Linked DNA regions of Zea mays: region 2 is linked to region 1. A link is a contact called in public Hi-C data. All regions are on one chromosome and are shown on one strand. The core of a region is the stretch at or near the end of the contact, and the rest is flanking DNA. Distances in the headings are between cores, read along the strand shown. Region 1 holds the start of LOC103652800. Region 2 holds the start of LOC100381785.

Region 1 (5,191 bases), core at 1,968-4,467:
TGCATTGATAACTACAGTCTGAATAGAGACCCTAAAACAAAACTGACAAGTAAAATATTTGATGGCCACATTGGTTTATATGAGTTTTTGTTTGCCTTGGACAAACAGACTGTTTCTTTGTACTCCCTCCGTTATTTGTCGCTGATTAGTTCAAAAATAAACTAACAGACGACAAATATTCGAGAACGAAGGTAAGCTGCAATTTGGCAATGTCAAAAGTTCCTGGCTACTATATGTCAGTCTCAATGGCTGCGCCTTGTAAATATTCCCCAATTTATGGTAATCTTGGGTGACGTGTGGCATGAATAACTAAATTAATTACATTGTAAACTCTAGCATGAAAAACCATTACCAAGATATTTGAGGAAGTCCAATAGATTGTTGAGAACCATAACATGAACTCAAACTACTAAAATACTCTAAAGAAACATGGTCCACATGAACACCTATTGTAAAGAATGAACAATACTGCACATCACACAATTTACTCTGATGCAACATGGATTTACTATGATACTACATGCATTCGTATCCATATGGAGTTATTCATTTCAATGTGCACTCGTGTTTTCTGGTCCACATCGTTGGTACAGATAATTTTTTGAAAGCCACTTGAAAACAACGATAAGCTTCTTGCGTTGCTGGATAGATTTCATATTTCTCTAAATGCAGCTGCAAGAGAGCAAAGAGATTGAGCTGGTTAAACACCAATATGTGTCATCTTGCTCTCGACCTGCATGGTCAGGAAGGAGAGAAACAACTGCATGTTCCAGCACACGACATCGTCCCCAACCTCCCCTCTGGCCAAGAAGCAGAGTGATGGATCAGAGTCCATAGTTGAGATCGCTAGGTCGCTCGTGCTTCAGTCAATACGTATGGTTTGCCATTTAGGCTGTTTAGCGGGAATGTTTCATACTGATTTTTTTTTTCTAGAATACCTGCACATCATTTTATTATAAGGTGAGGTAACTCATCAATGTAATTTGTCCTTCATTTGTGGTGCACTGACATATGGTGAAGTTCAAGGGAGCTGCAAGCTTTTTACTCAGCAATAATGGATTTAGCAACCGTGACGAGAGAGAAACAGAGACTGCATTGTTGAAATAGAGGGCACAGTGGACTCGAGTACAAAACAAAGTGATGTACAAAATAGTGTCTGGAAGTTGTAAATGAAACTCCTACAGGTTCACATTTAACATTTGTACTAGTGTAGCAAAGTTGAATGATGGAAGCCCTCTCTTCCTTAAAACACAACACTAGCTAGCATGGGCATTTCATACATATATATATACAGAGGGAGAGATTGCTAGTTGCTTTCATTCTGCTGCCAGAGTTGTTAGTAGTATCAAAACGGAAGACCATACAATGTTCAAAAATCCTTGGCTCTATGAATCTTAGGATGCGCTATCTGCTGTAAAAATCCCTGGCTCTCCATAGTTCTTAGAATGTACTACCTGCATAAAGTAGTAGGTTTGGGAGGTATCGGGAAATTTGTCTGGTTAGTATTACATACACGCCCCTTCCAAAATTTTCATCAATCAAATGTTTTAGGTAGTATAAATACTTAACAAACTCGTTGATGCTTTCAGTTGCAGGAAGTTCTTCTTCGGCACTGGCTACATCAGTGCAACCTACGCCGAAGAAGTTCCACGCTTGCGTTACGCTTCGAAGAGACCAACTGGCACCAGTGGCACAGATCAGTCATCCATTTGACACCAGTGGCACATACCAGACATCTATTTGAAACCAGTGGCACATATCAGTCTTAGATACATGACTGAGGCTTGGAAGAGCAGGGACATTCGGCAGCGATACATTACAAGCCTGTCATCAAAATATTTTCATCGCTAGTGCTACTACTTCTAAAGTTTGGATATGTCAGCGGCTCTATCCTTAACTAAGATACCTTTTGCTGAATGTTTGGCATACAGGAGTGAAACAATAGACTGTGTGCAGGCTTGAGTGGGACTGTCCGTGTTTTTTTTTCCGAGCAAACTAGCTCCCACAACCTGGCTTTGTGAGAAGATAGCAGAGAAAAACACAAGTTTCATTAACTTAAATATAAAAAACGAAGCAGATCTTGGAGAAAAAGAAAAATTAATGCAACATGTCTCGACCAACACTTACAATGGGACGGTGTGCTATGCAGATGTTCAAAACATTAATTTGGGGCTTGATTCAGACGTCCAGTGAGTAGTCACGTAAAGGAGATCAGATCAGATAACACCGTAATAATTTGTGAAGAGACAACACTGATTTATTTACATCTAGTAGGAACCAGACAGGTGTAATTAACGGTAACGCATACCCCTCTGGTAACTGGTTTGCGTGCCAACCAAACTGTATCTAATCAGTGTTGTCGAAAATCATGGTGCACATTCTGCCACCTAATCCATAATTGCAACAATCAAAATCCCAATCTAATAGCATTGTAGACAGCACAAATCTGCGTGGCAGTGAAGCCTCTCCTCCCCTCCGCTTCCACCTGCCTCCGCGCTCATGCGCGTGATGATGTTTTTTTTTTACTTTGGCTCGCTAAGACTGTCCTAATAGAGCGTGTAAAATAGGAGATATAAAACTATAGAAAATATTATTTAACATTATTTGTAGAAGACAGAAGTTTGAAATAGAGGATGATATGATCTGCTGGGGTTTTAGTCACTAGATAGAAAGAGAGAGCTAGAGATATAGATATAGATTTGATAATCGACTTAATTATTTAACCGCCGCCAGCAGAGTACGTGATTTTTTTTAAATGTGTAGCTAGACGTGGGGAAAAGAATATAGAAGGTGCTTTCTTTAAAAAAAATACGTTAGCTAAAGATTGTTGGACTGAGATTTGTTCCCCACGCTAAAAATACAAAAGGAAAAAAAAAAATACAGCGGCAGCATCCCGTACTTCAGGCATCTCACTGCCCCCTTTTCGTCATTTTTCCATACCGAACCACGCTTTGATTTGCATCCGACGTCGTCTCTCTCCACTGTCCAGCAGTTTCCTCCCCAGGCAGCCCCCTGCTTTTGCTGCATCTGCTCTTGGTCCATGGACTCAGCCTCACTGACAGCCGCACCGGAAGAAGCGTGCGTACGCGTGGCCTGCACTGCAACCATTCCACATGCTTCCAACTCCTGGACGAAGCTTCCTCTTCCCCTCTGTTGCGTCAACCACAAAGGACATCGCCGTAACGTCAAAGTCCAAGCAAACCTTTTTTTTTTATTTGCACCGACCGACCGACCGACGACACCGCCAGGTCCGCCACCACCACCGGTACAAGGCACGCACTCCCAGAAATCGCGACACGTCGAACCACGCACGACGCACGCACGCACGCAGACGCAGGCGAAGACGGCATGCGCGCCCTGATGCCGGAGCAGAGGAAGGGTCGGTCGCGGCTCGCCGCCGTCCGGGTGGGGCGGTCGCCGGCGGCGGCGTCGCCGTCCCGCCGCCGCCGCAAGAGCGGGAGCGGCTCGACGGCGGCGCGCCCGGTGCCGACGCCGGGCCCGTCGCGGTCGCGGACGCGGACGCGGCGGGAGGGGAAGAGGCGGGCGCTCGCGCGCTCCGCGTCCGAGCCGCTGCTCTGGTTCGGCGACGCGCGGGTCCACGACGTGCCGCCGCACGGGCCCGGGCTCGGGCTCGGGCTCGATTGCCCGCCGTCCCCTCCGCCGCCGCCGCTCGAGCGTCCGCACACTTGCTTCGACGTCTTTGCCCCGGAGTTCGGCCGCTCCCCCTCCTACGCCTCCCTCACCAGTCCCTGCCCCCGGGAGGTACGGTACGGCCCGGCCCCGCCGGCGAGCTAACCGAAGCCCGGAGTTAGGCAATTTGCGAGGTTTATTCACGGGTGGGAGTGGTTTGGCTGGCGCGGTGTGCAGGAGGCGAAGGTGGTGGTGAGCGTGACGGTTGAGGGCAGCGTCGGCCCGGTGAAGGCCATGGTCAGGCTGGGCGCCAGCGTCGGGGAGGCCATTGCTGCCGTGGTCGAGAGGTACGCCAGGGAGGGGAGAAGCCCGCGCCTGGACCCGGCCGCAGCCGAGAGCTTCCAACTTCACCACTCCCACTTCAGCCTTGAGAGTAAGCCACCACCATTACGCTTGATTTTAGTAAGAAGTGTCATACGAACGTTTCGGTGCTTGTGCTTGTATTTTGGATGTTAGCGTGCGATAGGAACCATTCTGGCTTGATCAAATTGGCGAACCATTCCGGATTTCTCGAAATCGAACTGCAGAGTAAGGCAACCTTAGCTTACTGTTTTCCTGTGATCCACGTTTAGTTATTCTTCATGTCGTTTTGACTCAGAAACCATTCCCGAAAGGCCGAAATGGAATTGCTATTTGTCCAGTGGGTTGATTTGTATTTTAACTACTGTCTGGCTGATTATTTGTGAGACAACTGCAGTTTTAACTACTGTCATAGCTAAAATGAGCTCTGTTGTCAATGACACATCACATCAATGAGACCATAGACATCTAACATTTTTTTTTGCTACTATACATATAGAGACATAGGTTGGAAAATTTTCTGGCTGTCGTTCTCCTGATTCGGTCCTCCAATTATATAGAGCTAGGCGGCTAGGCCCGATGCTTTGGTCGGCAGGATATAACATAAAATATATAATAATGTACTTATCGCGTCAGAAAATTGTGTGGATGCCAACGTCAGTGCATCTTTATGGTGCCATATAATTACATAGATTTTAAAAACCCTGCCCACCGACGTACACAGTTTAAAATATTTGGATTCACTGCTTGATTATGAAATCAATAATAATAATAATCATCATCTATTTCTGCGCCCAGGGTCAGCCATAGCCTATTGGGAACCTTGAGTCAAGTGTGACTGTCAGGATGAGGCTACTAGAAAACATATGGTGGATAGCTTTTGTGTTGACTAACTTCTTGTTTGTCATAAGTGCCACGGCAAGATGGTACATTAAAGCATAAACAACACACACTTCTCTTCGTGTTAGTTGGGCCTCTGAGAGCTGTTTATTACAGTTATAACTGTTATATACTCTGGTCAGAAACAAGTCATTTAATTGTTTCTGATCTGAGGGATTACCTATGTAACTCTGGTCAGAAACAAGTCATTTAATTGTTTCATCCAATAACCAGTTGGCTTCTATATATCAGCTTAAAATTCGAGAGCGCAATACGAATTTGGACCCATTCTCGTTTTTTTTGTATAACACATTACATACTG
Region 2 (5,191 bases), core at 970-3,469, 290 kb after region 1:
GAAGAGAAAAATATAGGAGAGGAGCCGGCAGAAGCTCTTTTTTTGCTCACGGCTCCTGTTAGTCTTTCTAGAAAGAGCCCATAAAAAATATCCCCTTTGATAGATTTTTTAAAAATATGTTGAAGAAGCCCTTGAAGAACTCGATCATGCCGTCTTCGTGGTGAAAAACAGCCAAGACCGTATTATGGCTCTGGCCAAGCTCGCTTGTCCCATGAAATTCGATTTATTTGACTTTGGTGGTGGGCTAGGCTGACTTTTGTTTATTTCTTCAATTGATTCATTTCCAATTCCAAATCAGTTTCTAAATTTGAAAACTTGATACACATATTTTGAACGGATAGAACCACACACGCAACAGCACACACACCCCACATGCCGGGCTCATGCCCGCATATGCACGCACACATACATAACAACACTATTTGTCAACCTAGGTAATGATCACCCACCCTAAAATGACTTAACAAATATTAATTTATTGTTAAGTTATTTGATTTTTGTTATGTCATTACATGGTGGATGATTATCACCTAAGGTAACGAATAACAACACATATATATGCATGAGGATCACAAAAGATCGAGATACACCGGTGGTCTTGAGATTTTGGTGGCCCGCAGCGAGGTTTAAAATAGAGCCCTAATAGTACTAATAATAACAATAGTAATAATAAATAAATAAATGCTAAATTGCATAAAAATATCTTAAGAAGTACATCTCTTTGTAATTCATGTAATATTGTAAACTCATCTGCTTATTTATTTGTTTCTTTTCTTATATTCGAACATATACCGTCTAGAGAACATGATTGTGTGTCACAAAAATAAAATAGAATAGAATAATAATTAAATAAAAGGTATCGCTACTTGCTAAGTTACAAAATAATTAAATCCATTTATAAAATATTACCAATTCTGTAGTACTTCCAAATTCTCAAATAAATGAATCCTTTGGTGCAAGATAATATTTAATCAATAGAACACTAAAGGCCTAATGCAAATTCACAAAATATTGTCTAATCTAGTAATTATACAAATTACAGTTCTACATAGTAATTATTTTGGATTTGGCTTAGACAAAAAACAATAACTTCTTAACAGCAAGCCAACAAGCGAAGCCTTTTGAAACCAGCCACACGACAGTCAAGGAGATCGTTGGCAAACGATGTATCCTACGTGTGGCCATGTAGGATGTGTCCAGGATGCATATGTAGTGGTAGTCTTCAATTCCCAAGGGTTAGAATTAGAATGAATATAGAGGGTGTTTGGTTGGACGTTTTTATGCGTGGTCAGTGGTATCTATTCTCTACTTTTCTGATTAGATACGGAGCCATATCTTTTAGTTACCACTTCCCCAGCTAGTGTTAATACATAATGTTAACTAATCAAATACATCTAGCTTTCTGTTGCACTGTAACTTAATCTGTTTGTGTTACGTTAATCACTCACTGCAATAAACCAAACACTACCAATGGTAGCACCGTACATGTATTCTATGTATTGTATCTGAATGTGGGTCCCGTGGAATCGGGGCCATGGTGCCACCCTTTCAACCACGAGAGTTTTGATGGTTAATTTGCCTCTGTTAGATCGTAAATCCCCTTGGTTTTTTAGCACGTGAGGGTTAATTTGGTGACAAAGGGATCATAGAGGATTGATGAGTAAATGAACTAATTTTTTCCTTAATTCCCTCTAATTCTCCCTTATCTCTGGCCATCAAATTAGCCATGACCCTGATATATTCGTTAGGCTCTCCTGTTGATCTAATTCACTGTCAACAGTATCGCTAGCTTTCAGGCAAAATCGTTACAAACTAGTAGAAATCAATTTCGCAATTCCTTCTGCGCCATGCCAACCGTCAACCGACTTGGAAACGCGAACAAACCAAAGCAAGAAGTCCGCACCCCACCTGCTCGCGCGACGCGTCACGAAAAACACCCGATTCCGCGGGCGACGCCGGCAGGCAAGATATTTTCCGCCTCGCTTCATCCACGTGTCATCCCCGTGCTCTCGGCACGCCTCCCGCACCGACCACGCCTCGCCAGCGCCGCTTTTAACCGCAGGCAGGCTGGCGCAGTGCGGGACGCGTTTGCAATACAACTGGGCGTGCTCCCGTCCACCCACCTCACGACCGATCGGAAATCCCATCTCCCCTGCCCACCCAGAGAGAGAGAAAAAAAATCACACCAAATCCCCTCCCCCCGATCCATCCATCCCCTCCCGCCGCCGCCGCGCGCCGCTGCCTAGATCCGCCTTCCCTCCCCCGCTCCCCGCCGCCATGGCGTCCTCCCGCACCTCCTGGGCCGACGTCGCCGACGCCGAGCCCGCCCCGCCTCCCCCGGTCGCCGCCCCCGCCGCCGCATCCAACGGCCCCGCGCGTTCCTCCTACGTTCCGCCCCACCTCCGCAACCGCCCACCAGCCGCCGCCGCCGCCGCGCCCGCCTCCGCCGCCCCGCCGCCGCGCTCCACCGCCGGCCTCCTCACCCGCACCGGCGGCGGCAGCAGCTTCGGTGCGGGCGGCGGCGGAGGATTCGGCGGGGGCCGCGCCCGCGGCGGTGCCCGGTGGGACCGCGAGCCGGACCCGTTCGCGGACTCCGCCGCCGACGCCGAGGTCCCGTTCGACGAGCACCAGAACACGGGGATCAACTTCGACGCGTACGAGGACATCCCGGTCGAGATGTCCGGCCGCGACATCCCGCCCCCCGTCTCCACCTTCGCCGACATTGACCTCGGCGACGCGCTCAACGAAAACATCCGCCGGTGCAAGTACGTCCGCCCCACCCCCGTGCAGCGCCACGCCATCCCGATCTCGCTCGCCGGCCGCGACCTCATGGCCTGCGCGCAGACGGGCTCCGGGAAGACCGCCGCCTTCTGCTTCCCCATCATCAGCGGCATCATGAAGGCCCCGTCCGCGGGAAGGCCGCAGCGGGGCGGCGGCATGGGGATGAGGACCGCTTACCCGTCCGCGCTCATCCTCTCCCCGACTAGAGAGCTCTCTATGCAGGTCATTCTAGATTATGCTGAAGCAGATCCAGGCATGTGCTGGCTGGTTGCTAATACTACCTTGTCCTTTTGTTGTGTGCGTGCTGCAGATTCATGAAGAGGCGAGGAAGTTTTCGTATCAGACTGGTGTTAGGGTAGTTGTCGCTTATGGAGGAGCGCCAATTACTCAGCAGGTACAATCTCTTAATTCCTATGGTAGTCACCTTTTGCCTATCAGTCTGATTTGACATGGTTTATTGTATTGATGGACTATCTATAGTCTTCAATAGCTAGATTAGTTTTGTGATAGTTGTTTGCTTGGCATATATTTCTGACCCAATGTAACAAGTCAGCTGGTAGACAGCAATGCAATGTTTACATGGTACCAATATATGCAGTCAATTAGTTATGGATTTTTTTTTAAATCTGTGTCTCATCCTAAATTTATATTCTTATTTGCAGTTAAGAGAGCTTGAGAGAGGTGTTGACATTCTTGTGGCTACACCTGGCCGATTGGTTGATTTATTGGAAAGGGCAAGAGTATCTCTACAGTCAATTAGATACCTTGCTCTTGATGAGGCAGATAGAATGCTTGATATGGGGTTTGAACCACAAGTTAGAAGAATTGTTGAGCAAATGGACATGCCACTTCCAGGTGCCAGGCAGACAATGCTGTTTAGTGCGACGTTCCCAAAAGAGATCCAGGTTGGCTGTTTTTTTTTTATGTTTTGTTAGCATTACTATGATGTTAAATGTTAAACCTGTGCGCTCCATGAGTAAACAATCATATTTCTTTGTAAGCCGTTCTTTTAGTAAATCTATGTCCTCATTGTAGTTTCTACAATATTTCTTCTGACTGCTTTGTAATGTACCCTTCGCTAATATCCTATATTTGACCAGGTATGTTTTTCTAGAGGGATAGCATTTCTTTCCATGCTAGACATTATGAAGTAGAGAAATTTTGTATCTATTTTTGTGCTTCAGTGTGTTGCACGATTTTAATTTTATTTGTGAACGAAATGAGCAATATGATAAATTCACACTGATATAGCTGAATATTTGTTTTAATACATAGGCAATGTGATACTTTCTATGCTATAGTAATGGGTTGTGTTATGTAGTGCTAATACTTAACATAACTACCTAGTATGCCTGATCTACTAATATGTGCATTGTATATATCTGGTTTCTTTCTGCTTTGTCCACATTCAGCTTCTTATGAGACAATTAGTGACAGTGTGGACATAGGATTGTCTTTTGCTGTTTCTTGTTCTGATCTCCAGATATATTCTTGAATAATCTTTTTTCCTCTTGGTTAAGAATTTCATTTAGAATCATCGATCTGGGACATCTGAACTTTATCAAGTTACTCCTTGTGCTGATTACTTTCTGTGTCAGAGTTCGGTTTTTTGCATGCTTATTGCTTAATGATACTGATGTTACTCTAACGAATACAGAAAATGGCATCGGATTTCCTGGATAACTACATCTTCCTGGCTGTTGGAAGAGTTGGGTCAAGTACTGATTTGATTGCCCAGCGAGTTGAGTTTGTGCAGGAGGCAGATAAAAGAAGCCACCTGATGGATCTTCTTCATGCACAAAGAGATACAGGAAAGGTAATAATTGACCATCGTTTTTTGTTTTGCGATTCATTCAACATTCTAATATTTTATGTTTATGTACTCATTTTTTGTCTCTTCTCTGTTGCAGCAAACTCTCACGCTTGTCTTTGTGGAAACCAAGAGGGGCGCTGATTCATTGGAAAGCTGGTTGTGCATGAATGGGTTTCCAGCTACTTCTATTCATGGAGATAGAAACCAGCAGGTTTGTTTTTACTCTGTTCAAACAGCTCATTCTGCACAGGAACGGAGACATTTAGCTATAGTTGTTCGCTGCAGTATGTTTATACCAGTGCAATGAAATGCATATTAACCCTTTTCTGTTACTATCTGGTTAAGTGGTGTTCTGGAAGCTTTACTTTAAATGAGGATTTTGCTATATCCAGATGTTATTATTACAAAGCACACTCTTAGATCTACATTGCACACTAGAGGAATTTGCTATGGCTGTCTACTTGTTCATATATCAAGTTTGAACTTCCAATGCTGCTGTATTCTTTAACCATGGTTGGCTTGATCTTTTAAAGTCTGTGGCTACTTGTTATAAACTAAGGTGTTTTTTTAACAACGGTCTTTCATTTCATAATGTGA

Evidence for each region. Hi-C and Micro-C count contacts between places; a contact is called where the count stands out from the background.
Region 2: a Hi-C map of bundle sheath shows a contact between it and region 1, with 2.7 times the contacts expected there. The contact joins the promoter of LOC100381785 here to the promoter of LOC103652800 in region 1. A contact is called at or near these places in 7 of 25 Hi-C or Micro-C datasets (bundle sheath, ear, endosperm and 2 more).

The regions. Positions count from the first base shown.
Region 1 is chr4:8,032,070-8,037,260 of Zm-B73-REFERENCE-NAM-5.0, forward strand. It overlaps LOC103652800, which reads left to right and starts at 3,218. Exons shown (of 3, transcript XM_008679780.4): 1 at 3,218-3,762; 2 at 3,868-4,063. The coding sequence starts at 3,349.
Region 2 is chr4:8,318,764-8,323,954 of Zm-B73-REFERENCE-NAM-5.0, forward strand. It overlaps LOC100381785, which reads left to right and starts at 2,220. Exons shown (of 6, transcript NM_001174584.2): 1 at 2,220-3,003; 2 at 3,092-3,175; 3 at 3,444-3,686; 4 at 4,439-4,597; 5 at 4,692-4,805. The coding sequence starts at 2,278.